Linked DNA regions of Mus musculus: region 1 is linked to region 2. A link is a contact called in public Hi-C data. All regions are on one chromosome and are shown on one strand. The core of a region is the stretch at or near the end of the contact, and the rest is flanking DNA. Distances in the headings are between cores, read along the strand shown.

Region 1 (2,815 bases), core at 34-2,533, 210 kb before region 2:
TTGGTCTGCCTATTTCATTTTTCTGTTTGGGCTTTTCCCAGTGCTGAAATTAAAGCACACATTCAGTTGCTTATTTGAAAATTTCCTAATGCTCTCTCTGGGGGCTGAGCCTGCCTAGAGGGTGATGGTTGAGATGTTGAGATCCAAATGTTGGCCCTGCATCTTTCCCTTCCTGTGCTGCATGCATGCCATTCCTTTCTAGTTAGTCATTTTAATGAGTTTGTACCGCACTTTCTAAAGACAGGCTTTGAGCTCTTCCTGCGACCTTCTCAATGGAAGATTTTCAGTGGGTGCTTGTTGAGTGATTGAAGGGACCGATTCTGAAATGAATACAATACTTATTTGGGACCTTTTGTGGCTGCAGGTAAATGTGGGCCGTGTCTGTTACTTCTAGGTTGTGGATCCTGGTGTGAAATGATCAGAGGTTCTCTGGCCATCTTTAATGGGACTTTTTCATTAGGGGTCTGACTGCACAGGTCAGCTTCAACTTGCACAATGACTGCTTAGACTCTCTTAGTATTCTGTTTCTGGTAAAATCTCAATACGGGTTGAGTTTAGGCATGTGTCTTGACATGGGTTTTTTAGCACATCCATTGATGGATACTGCATCCTATGAGTGTGAGTAGAACTCATAGTCTGGTCCCTCTAAACAATTTCCAGATTAGGCGGCAAAGGCAAAGCCTTGTCAGAGATACTAGGTTTGCACCCACCTTCTAAAATAACTTTTGAGATGAAGTCTCAGTCTGTAGATTATGGGAATTTACTCTGTAGCCCAGGCTAGCCTTGAATGTATGCCAACACTTCCACACGCCAGCCTCAGTCTACCCAGTGCTGAGTGTTTGTACAGACAAACCACATACCAGGCTTGCTCCCACTTTTAAAGGAACACTTTTTCCTTAAGCTCTAGGACCCATCTATGAAAGCAGTGATGGAGGCCTCCATTCTGCTGATAACCCCAAGGCCCACTGGGCAGCGTGACCACTGGGCTCACAATGACTTTTGGCCTTCCAAGTCTCACAGGGTGGTTTTGTTTTTTATAAAGGAGAAAGAATATTTTTAACCTGGAGAAGTTTCAACTGGAAAGAGGGGGTTTAAGGAAATGAAAGCTGTATCAAGGGAGGCTTTTGATCTGTCACGTTTCAGTGTACACAGAGTTGTTCTTCCTGGAAAGGAGATTTTGCCCTGACTTTCAATTTGAACAAGTAACTGGGAAGCCACTGTGCAAGCCACTGGTCACTCTTTCCTTTTTTTGTTTGAAATTGCAGAGTAGCTAAGCGGCTTTGTTGCTCGTGTGGGAATGGAAATCGGGCCTTGGCATGAGCCACTTTAATTGAAATCAGTTTGTGCACTGAGTTTGCTCGAAGGATGACGTCATTTCCTGCCCTTTCCCAGTCCTTGCTGTTTTTCTAAGATAGCATGGAACTAAGCATAGCACTGAGTTTTAAAGCAATTGTACACCATTTCCTGACCCACTTAGAATAGTATCCAAAGCCTTAAGCGTATTTTTTCCTTTCTATACTTGTAGATTGTTTTAGAGTTAAAAAGCATTTGGCTTAGAGGCTTTAATGGAGCCTAAAGTAACCGTTTGTCTGCATGGTTTGCTTGATGTCTGTAGCAGGGGGAGCTATTAGCGCTTGTAGATGGAGGGAAAAAGGTTAAAATGTTTGAATCATTATCCTCTTAGAGCTATATAGGCACCTGGGACACACGGGGCAGCTTCTTAACCTGGGTTACTCTTCCAGTCTGCTCATCAAACCAGATGTGCAGGGTTTCATCATCTCCCGTCTGGCTTGGGAGGGAGGGCAGAGCAGAAGTCAGAGAGGAGCAAAGAAACAGAGAGGCATTTAAAGGCTGATGGAGACTGGTGGGATTTGATGAGAGCTTTAGTTTGGTCCCCGAGAGCTAGGGACAAAGAAACAGGAGAGGTTAGGAGGGGTTCCACAAAGGGACCACCTCAGAATACCTTGCATTTTTAATGACTCATAGTAGGCATTCAGATTTATTTGTCAGGGGACCGAATGATCTGTTTCCAGGTCAGGAGACTGTTCTGGGAGCTCTGATGGGTTGTTTAGGGCCCTACTGGAGAGGCTTTGAGTGCTGAGGTGCAGGGATCTTCTAGCTCAGGAGAAATGGAGCCTTTTATGACATTCCAGGAAGAGAGCAAGATTCTTGAAAAGGCAGATCACTTTCAACTCTTTGTGTCTGAGAGGCTGCAGTAAGAATAGGAGTTCAATTTTTCATTTTTCGGCTGTCGGGCTAGGTTGACCTCTGAATATTTGTAGCTCTTTAGACAAATGTCCTTTCCTCACATAGCCAAGTAGTCATTTCTTAGCACTGCTGCGAGGACCTCTCACAGATGAGGTTGGCTGTGGGGAGGACTCTCTTGTACTCTAAGGGGAAGAGTACTCTGGCTTGCGCATTCCATGAAGACAGCTTAAGAGTGCTCAGAGCCCATTGACTCCTGCTTCTGCATAGTCGGGACAGACCTCTGTTCCCTGCTGAGCCATTTCCACTGGGAATTGACTCCCACACATAGGACACACCAGAAAAAAAGCCAAAACTCCAGCTTCCAACTATGGCCTCATATTGAGAAGTGTCAACAGGACTCATGATTCCCTTAGCCAAGCCTTTAGTCTCCTCTAGGTAGGGTAGTTACTGCTTCTAGCAACTAGGGATCAGCTGGACCTTTTGAAAATGCTACCAGCACAAGATAGCTTACATGCTAGAGGAGAGAGCATGTTCTGTGACTATGGACATCTCTCATAGGAGGGTCTACCAGATATTTCTAAGACTCCACTTTTAGTGTGTCACTGCA
Region 2 (3,153 bases), core at 332-2,831:
GGCTCACAACCATCTGTAATAAGAAACAAATAATAAAAATTAAAAAATAGTTAAAAAAAAAATACGGTCCTAAGCAGTATAATTCCCTTTGTTACACTGAAGGCAGAGAGGTTAATTAGCTCACCCAAATCTGCAGCTGGTGAAGGGCAGGGTTAGAACACAGACAGTAGACTCCCAGGCCTGGCTAGCATTACCACTCTCCAACAAAGCTCAGGCTGCCAGCAACTGACAAGTATCATAGTGGGTTTTCACAATTTCTCACTCGAAAGCTAGATTTTTTTTAATGTACGTTGGCTTTTTCTTTAAAACATAATTTGCATTTCATTATGTCATATTATAACTTCATATAAAAAGTAAAGATTGCAAAGTGTACTATACCAGTATCTACGTGTCAGCACACTTCATGATTTTCATAAAGGGGGCAGCTCAGCAGGGCTTCCCCTTGGCTGTGGGGCGTGTGTGTGTTTGGTACAAATGAGGTAAATCCTGGTAATACAATTCAAATCTCCTTGGACTTGGTTCTAGAAAAGAAAACATACCTGGTGGCCAGGGAGTCGTAGGAAAGCTTAACAAGAAGACTGAGTTAACAGCTGTCTCTGGGCTTTAGCTACAATGATGGCTGCCACATCACCCTTGAGGCTTGTTGTCTGTTACTCTGATCACAAGGTCTTTGGTAGAAGACTACCTTGTTTGTTTGTTTGTTTGTTTGTTTGTTTTAATAGGGTTTTTCTCTGTAGCTCTGGCTGCCCTGAAACTCACTCTGTACAGCAGGGTGGCCTCAAACTCACAGAGATCTGCTTGCCTCTGTTGGAACTATTTCTAGGCTTAAGGACTGCTGGCAGGTTCCTTTATCACCACCAAGTTCCACCAGTTCCTATTACTTAGACTTTTGTCGGTGGTGGAGACTTTGAGAACACTGGCAGAGCAGCCAAGGTGTGACTGTGAGATGTACTCCCTGATACCTTGGGTTGTCCCCATCTGTTTTCTTCAGGATATAATTAGTTCCCAACATCTGGAGGTAAATAATTAGCAGCCATCACTCATTAAGTGCAGGAGATGTCCGCCACATGCTCACTGTCATAATGCTCACATTACTGAAAAAGAAAAGATAAGCCAAGAGATAGAGAGACCAGGTGCATTTTAAATGGCGTCAGCTGGTGGCTTTTGGTTCAGACCTCTGGTGCAATGGCCTTACAGAACCCACCCGACAGCAGACCAGAGCTGGGTATGTAAGATCACACAATACAGATATTTTTTCCATTCTTCCACGTGAGTAGCAATGCAACCTCAGCCCCAACATGGCTGTTGGTTTGAAAACAATATGTTTTAAAGATCTGAATAAAATGTCTGCAAATACAAGTGCCACATTTTGTCCAGAGGAGCCAGCTGGGAGAGTGTGGCAGCAGCAGCAGCAGTCCAAGTGCTCAGGGCTTCATCCTTTCAGGAACATACTGACAATTATTCCTAGTTGTTGTTTGTGATGACAAAGCAAGCTGATAATTCTCTCCCAGCTCTCTCACATCTGCACCAGGAAACGTTTGAAGATTGGAACCCTGTGAGGTACTGAGGAAAGCATTCAGCTCTCTCACACTCGAGGTCACACAATTTTGCAAGTCAAAAAAACGTTGGGAATGCCAAAAACATCACGCTGTGCACTACCAAATAAAAGAACACTGTTATTCTTACAAGGGGAGACTTGATGGGACAGGAAGTGGGCAGGCCTGCGACGTTTACTAATACCGAGGCATTTAACCCGTCGTGCAGCCAAAATACAATGACAGCTTAAAACAAATAAACAAACAGCTGTGACACAAAACAAAACCACTGGGGACATGGCCTTCACTGAATCCAGCTATTAGATTTTTGGCAAATACATGAAGTGGGTTACCTCAGACAACTCCAGGGAAAGTTCTAGAAGTCTTCTTGTCCCTGCTACATGCATTTCACGCAGATAATTAAGATTAAGGCAGTTTTAATTTAAGGTTAGAAAGTTCAAACAAAGAAGACTTGATCTTAAAATGTTGTAAGTGATTTCATTAAAGGGTAATTCTTGAAAAAGCCACATTCTCCTTAAAATAGGGAGGGGGAAGAAGAAAAGAGAAAATGGAAGAAAAATCTAGTTCCTTGGCATAATTTTCATTTTTGTTTCAACACAGCAGGAGGGCAGGGCCCGCTGGGTTCTCGGCCTTCCTAATGCCAGGGGGCGATTAGACAAAGTCCACAACCAGCCAAACCTTAAGGACATAATCTCACTTTTCAAACAACTCCTGCCCATTTGCTCTCAAATGTTGCTACATCCCATCTTCTGCCAGGCTTTGGGTCCACTGGGAGTCTTCAATTTATAATTGAGTTGGTTTTTTTTTTTTTTTAGTTAAAAAGCAAACAGAAAGTGACATCTAGTGGGCACCTGGATGAAAGCCTCTGCATCAGTGGTTCCCAGCCTTCCTAATGCTAGCACAGAGCCTCACGCTGTGGTGACCTCCCACCGAAATGTAAATATCTGACATGCAGGATGTCTGATATGCAAGCCCTGTGACGGGGTCGTTAAATACCCCAAGGGGTCACATCCCACAGGTTGAGAACTGCTTCTCTGGATGACAATTTCAATATTGTATTTTACAAATATTTAATTATTTTGATTCTCAAATAGTCTTTTATCTTCCTAAGATGGAAATAAAAAAAAACCTATTTGATAAAAAGACTGTTAAGAATGGCAAACTGTAGAGCCGGGCGTGGTGGCGCACGCCTTTAATCCCAGCACTCGGGAGGCAGGGGCAGGCGGATTTCTGAGTTCGAGGTCAGCCTGGCCCACAAAGTGAGTTCCAGGACAGCCAGGGCTATACAGAGAAACCCTGTCTCGAAAAACCAAAAAAAAAAAAAAAAAAAGAATTGCAAACTGTCGTTTTCTTTCCTTACAAAAAAACATTTTTCTTCTCAAAAAATATGAACAAGAACTTTGGAGATAAAGCACTAGAGAAACATAGAGAAACAGTAGCAGTGCTACTGGGCACTGGGGACCATGAGGGCGATAGCCAACCATGTATGTGGGCATGCAGACAAGGCAGGAAGCCAGCCACAGATCCCAGCTGATATGCCTTAAGAAGATGAACAAATCTATCTACTTCCTCGAGTGCCCACCCTCAAATTCGGGGA

What was found. A called contact is a pair of places that touch in the nucleus more often than the background predicts.
Region 1: a Hi-C map of embryonic fibroblasts shows a contact between it and region 2, with 2.9 times the contacts expected there. The contact joins two enhancer-like sites. A contact is called at or near these places in 14 of 39 promoter capture datasets (the 3T3-L1 cell line, 3T3-L1-derived adipocytes, HPC-7-derived erythroid cells and 9 more), 8 of 484 Hi-C or Micro-C datasets (B cells, the F1.1 cell line, LSK cells and 5 more), 2 of 115 datasets of contacts at active chromatin or transcription factors (the NIH/3T3 cell line and extraembryonic endoderm stem cells) and 1 of 9 other capture datasets (embryonic stem cells).

Annotation. Positions count from the first base shown.
Region 1 is chr2:125,469,294-125,472,108 of GRCm38.p6, reverse strand. All of the region lies in intron 4 of Fbn1 (fibrillin 1), which reads left to right. Among named protein-coding and RNA genes, the nearest start is that of Fbn1, 36 kb to the left of the region's middle. Within about 2 kb of position 1,283, at least 57 of the 459 cell types and tissues checked have an H3K27ac peak or open chromatin away from gene starts, as enhancers often do. A contact at or near this core is called in embryonic fibroblasts, where this site is marked.
Region 2 is chr2:125,262,494-125,265,646 of GRCm38.p6, reverse strand. No RefSeq gene overlaps it. Among named protein-coding and RNA genes, the nearest start is that of Dut, 17 kb to the right of the region's middle. Within about 2 kb of position 1,581, at least 37 of the 459 cell types and tissues checked have an H3K27ac peak or open chromatin away from gene starts, as enhancers often do. A contact at or near this core is called in embryonic fibroblasts, where this site is marked.